2 separate regions of the Sus scrofa genome follow, and region 1 is linked to region 2. The links are chromatin contacts, called in public Hi-C maps. All regions are on one chromosome and are shown on one strand. The core of a region is the stretch at or near the end of the contact, and the rest is flanking DNA. Distances in the headings are between cores, read along the strand shown. Region 1 has its middle 62 kb from the start of PPP1R3B. Region 2 has its middle 150 kb from the start of PPP1R3B.

Evidence for each region. Hi-C and Micro-C count contacts between places; a contact is called where the count stands out from the background.
Region 1: a Hi-C map of liver shows a contact between it and region 2, with 4 times the contacts expected there. The contact joins two enhancer-like sites. A contact is called at or near these places in 1 of 5 promoter capture datasets (liver), 9 of 47 Hi-C or Micro-C datasets (brain, fetal liver, heart right ventricle and 2 more) and 1 of 2 datasets of contacts at active chromatin or transcription factors (skeletal muscle).

What each region holds. Positions count from the first base shown.
Region 1 is chr15:55,938,266-55,941,855 of Sscrofa11.1, forward strand. No RefSeq gene overlaps it. Among named protein-coding and RNA genes, the nearest start is that of PPP1R3B, 62 kb to the right of the region's middle. Within about 2 kb of position 1,471, at least 7 of the 83 cell types and tissues checked have an H3K27ac peak or open chromatin away from gene starts, as enhancers often do. A contact at or near this core is called in fetal liver and liver, where this site is marked.
Region 2 is chr15:55,847,352-55,851,069 of Sscrofa11.1, forward strand. No RefSeq gene overlaps it. Among named protein-coding and RNA genes, the nearest start is that of PPP1R3B, 150 kb to the right of the region's middle. Within about 2 kb of position 1,365, at least 15 of the 83 cell types and tissues checked have an H3K27ac peak or open chromatin away from gene starts, as enhancers often do. A contact at or near this core is called in fetal liver and liver, where this site is marked.

The DNA of each region.
Region 1 (3,590 bases), core at 221-2,720, 91 kb after region 2:
TTTTTGTCTATGAGGAAGAATATAGATGCAAAACAGAGAGGTACATGTGCTGTGATGTGGGGTGTGTGGTAGAGGTGGAGTGAGAGGTATGCAGATAAGGGAACAAAAGAACCAAGAAAAGCCAGTTGTAAGCCATGGCGCTGTCTTAGAGGAGATCATCTACCAGGGCTGTGGGTTTAGAATACCTGCTCTACACAGGTGATATTTTGATTCTGAGTATCTGTTTGAATGAATCTCCCAGCCCCTTCACTTCACCTCAACAAGAGCAAAGAGGTGCAAATTCTATGTTCCAAAACAATCACGGTGTGATTCCTTGGGCAAATTGTTTCTTAGAACCTAACTTACCGTGTGCATAGCACTGTCCAAAGAGCCAGGGCCAACACAAAAATGTACAAGATATACCTACTGCTCTCAATGAGCTTGGAGTTTAGCTGAGCAGATAATACATACACAAATTCATAGATGACACCACAAAACTTACAGCAATGCAAAGGCTATCATAGGATGATGGTTTATAAATGTCCATGTAGTGCCCTAAAGGAAAAAAAATTCAATCCTTTTAGAACTGAAGGCTGCAGTAAGAGATGTGATTTCAGAGCTATCTTGGTAGGCCGGGCTCAGGGCAAAGAAAATGGAGAGGAGAAACTTGGAAAATGGAAAACATGGATAAAATGGACTTGCTGTTTTTGTTTGTTTTTCACTGGTTTGTGTTATATTGTGTGGATCAGATTTGGGACTCAGGAGAAAAATCACTGGACACATTTATAATAAAATGCAAGTCAAATTTCAGTCAATCTCTCAGCTTCTAACAGGTCTTTCTTTCAGTTCCATCTCTACTCCAAACAAATAGGCTCCAAACAAACATATGACTTAGTGACCAGCTCACACTACGATCCCTGTCAGTGGGAAACTAGATCTTGGCTAAGGGCATGGTCATTTAAAAGGGTCCAGTTTGGTTCTCAGTTATAAACTGGTCATTACAGAACATGTGAGACCTGACTCCCCTTCAGGAACCTGCCCATGGTGGCTAAAATTGGCCTCCTGAATTAGACATCGCTAAGGAGAAAAAACACACCATGGGCTGAGGGCCTTTCAAAAGTCTTTTCTTTCTCTAAAAGGAAATGCGGCCAAAATCAGCAACTGGAGTGGACTCAAGTTTATAAAAGCTATCTAGATTCTACCTCAGGAATGTGAAGGAAACTTGGGTCTTTCTTAAGCAGTATCTTTTTATTCACTTTGCTTAAAAAAAAAATGCTGCTGTTGTGTTTGGGTTACCATCCCTTTTCTGTTATTTTTTTTTAAATTCTGTTATTTTAAAATAAAAGCCTAGTATATAGTATATCACAGGAGATGTTTTAAACAAGGAAGCCTTTTTCTCCATCCTCTGTCCCAGGCCTCCACACAGGGGCATGGGACCGACCTGCTCTTTGGACCTCAGGATGTGCGAGCACACGCGGGTGTGATCAGCCTGCCCTTTATCACTCTGGCCAGCAAACCATTGTGCAATCTGTTCCACCCACACAGACCCCATGAGATATTTACACTGTCTTTTTCTTTTATTAGTAGGGAAAAGCTGTCTTTTTAAACGGTCAGTCCGCTATTGTAAGGAAGCCGAAACAGTAGCATGGGTTTTGGCTAGTGGCTAACTAGGTTCCCTTTTTCCCAGCTCTGCTGGAAACATCCAGTACAGAGCAGCATCTAGAACCTAATCTCTTCCTTCTAGACCCTCCACCTTCACCTAACTCTTATACCTCCCTGGCAAGAAAACCATAGCCATAAAGCCTGCGTTATGCAATTTCTTCCAATCAGGAAGACCTAGGGGTAGTGAACACAGATGACTTCATGAACCAGCTGACAACTCCTACATGTAGATTTGACGGCATATGTGCCCCAGGGGTCCTTGCAAGGGTGATCATAGGCCTGGGGTAATGGGACTACTGTTACTCTACTCCAGCCCATTGCTACCCTGCGGGAACACTGACCTAGTGTTATCTTTGGAGTTTTCAAGAAGAGCTCAAACTCTAGAATTTAATGTAAGATGTTCTGATTTTTCCAAGGTTGGTTCAACTTTTGCAAACATTGTGAAAGCCAAACAAAATATATCTGAGAGGAGTTTCTGTTGTGGCTCAGTGATAATGAACCTGACTAGTATCCATGAGGACGTGGGTTCAATCCCTGGCCCTGCTCAGTGGGTTAAGGATCCAGCATTACCCTGAGCTGTGGTATAGGTTGCAGATGGGGCTCAGATCTGCCATTGCTGTGGCTGTGAAGTAAGCCAGCAGTTACAGCTCAGATTTGACCCCTAGCCTGGGAACCTCCATATGCCATGGGTGCAGCCCTAAAAAGACTATACCTACATATATATACATATATATGTAGATATAGGCTATATTCAGCCTTGGGGCTGCCTATGTGAGACTTCTGCCATGATGGGGACTAATATCTCTTGTTTGCATGGAAATTGACAGTTAACGGAAACATGTGCCATCAACACAGAAGTGTGGGTGCTATTGTGAGCTACATTAACTGTAGCTTGACTTCGCATTTTGTGTTTGTTCTAAAGAAAGCATGCTCACCACATATTGAGCTTGCAGAGGGTGAATGTCTGCTCTGCCTGGGTGGAAAGGAGGGAATACAACAAGGCACAATCTCTACTTCTTTTCTCCCTCTGCTGGCAAAGCACTTAGTTAAAGAGGTACCAGGCTAGATGAGCAGCCTACAATCCCCCGATTGGGTGGATTGGGGGGAAAGCTGTGGGGTGAGCCATATGGATAAACTGTCATTCAACCCAGACATGGCAGGGATAATGGATTGCATGGGAATTGTAGAAAATTACTGTTCAATGTGGGTGTCCTCTGCTGCCTTGCTAGACACTACCTCTTTTCTCTTGCTCCTTTTCAAGCCTCCTACGTACAAACTACATACACACATGCTGCTCCCAGCTGCCCAACACTACTTCCTACTCTTGCCTTCATTCACATACCAACACGTTGGGCCTTACCTCAAAATTTCCACTGCCTCTTGCCCAGCCCAAGTTTGCTCTAATTATCCAATTCCAGCAGAGAGAAGCTAGAAGTCACTTCAACCTCTAGAGCAGCACTGTATAATACAAATATTATGTGAGCCACAAATGCAAGCCAAAGATGTAATTTTAAATTTTCAAATAGCCACATTTTAACAAGTGAAAAGAAACAAGCAAAAAAAATTAATAATGTATTTTATTTAATCTGATATACCTTAAATATTATTACTTCAACATGTAATCAATATTTTTTAAAATTGTTAATGATATATTTAATATTTTTTGTACTCAGCCTTTGAAATCTGGTATGTATTTTTCAGTTAGAACACATCTCAATTTGAACCAGCCACATTTCAAGTGTTCAAAAGCCATATGAAGCTAGTGACTGCTGTTTAGATAGCACAGCTCTAGAATATAAAGGAATTTCCATAATTTCCACTTTCAAATCTTCATTAATGAGATAATCCAATTGCTTAAAATATCCCACATTGACATATTTGAATAAAATTCAAAAGGTTTTTGACAAGTTAAAATGGTTACAAAGTGAACGTCAACTAGGCTAAATGTA
Region 2 (3,718 bases), core at 115-2,614:
TCCTCAAATAGAGAAAGCACCATCAAATATTGATGAAATAAGGGAAAATGCCAAGTTACCCACTTCTTCTTAAAATGTACTAATGAACAGATCCAGTGATGTTTACACGTCTTAACTGCTAATTCAATAAACATTAATGAGCATCAGCTCTGTCCTAAATCCATGGCGATTAGGGTAAAAGTAAGGATGTACATATGCATGGGGAGAAGAGCAAACATTTATGGAGGGCTACAATGGCACTGGGCTAAGTATTAGCTCATTTAACCTTAGTCATAAGTACAATTGTTTGCCCATTTTATAGGTAAGGAAACTGAAATTTAGAACAGGGAAGTAACTCGCCCGAGATTCCAGAGCTGGCAGGTGACTGCGTTGTGTTCCTGACCCAGGTCAGCCCTAGTTCCTAACTGAGGTGCTTTACTGACTCCCAGAAGACAAGCTCCCCTGAACTTGTAGTTGGATAGGTGGGGCTCACGGGACAGAATCCATAGGATGAGGACCCCAAGTGGGAAAGGATATAGTTAAAGGAGAGTCACAGGGAAGGTCATACTAGGGCAGGAGCTAAAGAACGAGGGAGGAGGCATCCTTTCAGAGAGAGGTGGGAAAGTGGGCTTTAGGGATAAACAGAAGCATCCTACCTGGCACCATGGGAGAACCAGATGGTGCTAGGGTCACTCCAGTCACACCCCAGCCGCTCAGCTTTGGGCCTAAATCAGTTTCAGAAAGAGAGCAGCCTTGGTGCAGTCAGGGGGAAGAGGAAGCTCTGTAGCCCACCTGGAAATTGCTCATGGCCATCACCGCTCAGGCTCTTTGTAGCTTGGTGCCCTTCAGCCTTTTCAGGTGTCTACCCCAGCTAGACACTGCCCTGGGGTAGACTAGCCTGGGGGGTTGTGGAGGGAGAGGTGCAATTAAACAGAGCTGCCCAGAACCAGGCATTACTGAAGACAGTGTCAAGTGAGTGTGCCTTCTCCAGGACGGCCCCCTTCCCATAGCCCATGGCTTTATTCAGCCTCCGCTTGTGGATTAGCAAAGGCTGGGTTCCACAGGTGCTATTGATGCCCACCCAAGGCTCTAACAGAGCTATCTCTCTGTCCATTTCTTTGTACTGTTTAAGAAAAGTCGTCTTGTTTAAAAGATAAATATAAGAAAGTCATGGCTAAGTCATGGACACTAGTTAGCTGAGTCGTCCCAGGGCCCCTGGTAATATTAGCTCAATTCTTAGAGAAAACTTTCTTTTCTCTCTTGAAAACTGGGTTTTCTCTTTTTCTGTTTTCTGCCCTTAATCATCTTTAAGCTCCCTCTTCCTTTCGTCCAATTTTTTTCCATCAACCTCTGGTGGCCCTCTTGTGGTCACAGGCCACCTCCATCTGAATTCCCTTGGATGGCTGGATCAATGCAGAGCCCTGGGCTTGCTGCAGACCCACTGACACAGTCCTGCAGAGCTGGGAGTTGCATTTTAAATAACTCTTCCAGGTCACTTTTTGCTCACTACAGGTTGAGAACCACTGTCCTGGGGACAAGGAACCTGGAAACTTTTAATTCTCTGATCTCATCCTCCATCTCCCAAGGAAACTTCTTTAGTAAAGGGAGATGCTGAGAAGGCACAGGGACAGTCTAGGGCTTAGCCTTTCCTTGTCATCTTGTGTTTACTTGTCTGTCTCCTCTGCTAGACTGTGTGTCTCTAGGATGAGAATCATGTTCTCTTCAGTTCTCCAGAGCTGGGTCTTGGGACGATGGGTGGGTCACCATGGACACTCTGCAGTATTAGTGGAATGAATAAATTGTTGATGTAACAAACCCTCCCTCCCTCTCTTCTACTCTTTCCTCCTCTCCTTTCTCTTGGGCGCCCCATTGGCCTTGGGCATAGAACACCAATGTTTTAAGAGGCAGTTAATGTTTAAAGGGACAAAATCAGGCACAGGCCAGGCAGTGGCTGGTTGCTCAACCGACAAACAAATCCACCTTCTTCTGTTCTTTCCTAAGCCAACAGGAAGCAGCCAGGAGACGGTCACTCACCCAGCTGGGCTCAGATCCACCATCCTCTCCACCCACACAGCAATTGCGCAATGTTGCTGCAACAACCTGAGGCTATAAATAGTCTATTAAGAAGTTACACAGGAGATTGAGCAGGCCTGATGGGTGGCCCCCATTTGCTCCCCTTCAGACAAGTGGAGAAAATTTTTGTAAAGTGCCACTTACAAGAATCCAAGCCTGGGGCAAAATATTCTACCTTTCCCTTGGATTTCCGTCTGCTCCCCCTGGTTCAGACAGCTTTTTAGGGTCTCTGATGCTTTCTGCTTATCATTGGCCCATGTGGAATTTTGTCCTGCTGATGCAATAATAATGAAGGTAATGATAGTAATTTGTTAGTTGGTCTTCCTTCCTCCCCGTACCTGTGTCCCCTTTTTTTTGTCTTATCTCTGATCTCTTCTGCCTGGACAGTGTCATGTTTTCCACACCAATTCATGCCTCCCTCTCTTCAGTCTACAAGGTCAATTCCATGCATTTGCTTTTCTCATGATTTTTCTTCAGAATTTTTCGATGACTTCTCATTGCATGAAACAGTGGCCTACAATGTTTTCAACACATACTACCCTTATTCTTAACATATATATTAATTTATGAATTAAATACATGTGCTACTGCCAGTTCATATAAAATATTAGGAAAGCTTACTTTCACTAATTTTTTACTAGCATAAATATAAATAGGAGTGCTAATATTTTCTCCCTGTACTCCAATGGATCATTTTGAATACCTCACAGTGGCCCACTGAGGATGACTGACATTGAATCATTCTGCTGGGTCACCAAAGCCTTCTAGGACCTGGTTCCAGGTCATTCATTCATTCACTCAGCATTTCTTAGTAATTGCTGTAGCCAGGCCTGGGGCAAGGCTCAGGGGGTAATAATAAGTAGTCACAGCCCCAGTAGATCAGGAGCTTACATGTGAGTGGAGGAGGTAAACACATAAGTAAATAACTCTTGGAGAGACACATGTATCATTGCAGATGTTTGCATAAGACCTTAAGGAAGAACAAAGAAAAGAAAAAACTTTGCCTGTGAGAGTCAGGAAAGGTTTTGGGAGGACTTGTTGAGCTGGGTCTTGAAGGATGAGTAGGAGTTCACCAAATCACAAAAAGGAAAAGGGCCTTCCAGGCACAGAGAATACATAGGAAAGGCACAAAAGTGAAAAAGAATGTAGGGGAGTCATAAGATGTTTTGACAAACTAAATTCTCCTTTAAATGTGTTTTTACCAGTCTTCCCCAGAGGAATGGTGGAATATGAAGAGAAAGAATAAAATCAGCTGTTCAGGTCTAATGGGAAGAGAATATCAAAATGGTCAAATCCTCATTGCTCTTGGGCTTTGAGACTACTCTCATAGTTCCTTGATCAAAGAGTTAAAAAACAAAACAAAACAAAGCAAAACAAAGTGGTCAGCTTTGCTCCACTTCCAAGTAATGCTGCCAAAGCTGGATATGCCATCAAGCAATTTGACCTCAAAAACGGCACCTGAACCACAGCCATAGGTTGAGCAAAGCCCACGTATCACCATCATATTTTCTTAGGGCAGGTCTGCACACCGTCCCTCCCCGAACATGCACCCTTAGATATCTGCCCCTTCTCAGGGTGCTTGAAGCTGATGGCCTGGGATACTAAGAAGGAGCTACAGCAAGGGCCACAGCCCCCAGACAGCAGGATGTACCTCTCCCCAAAGTCT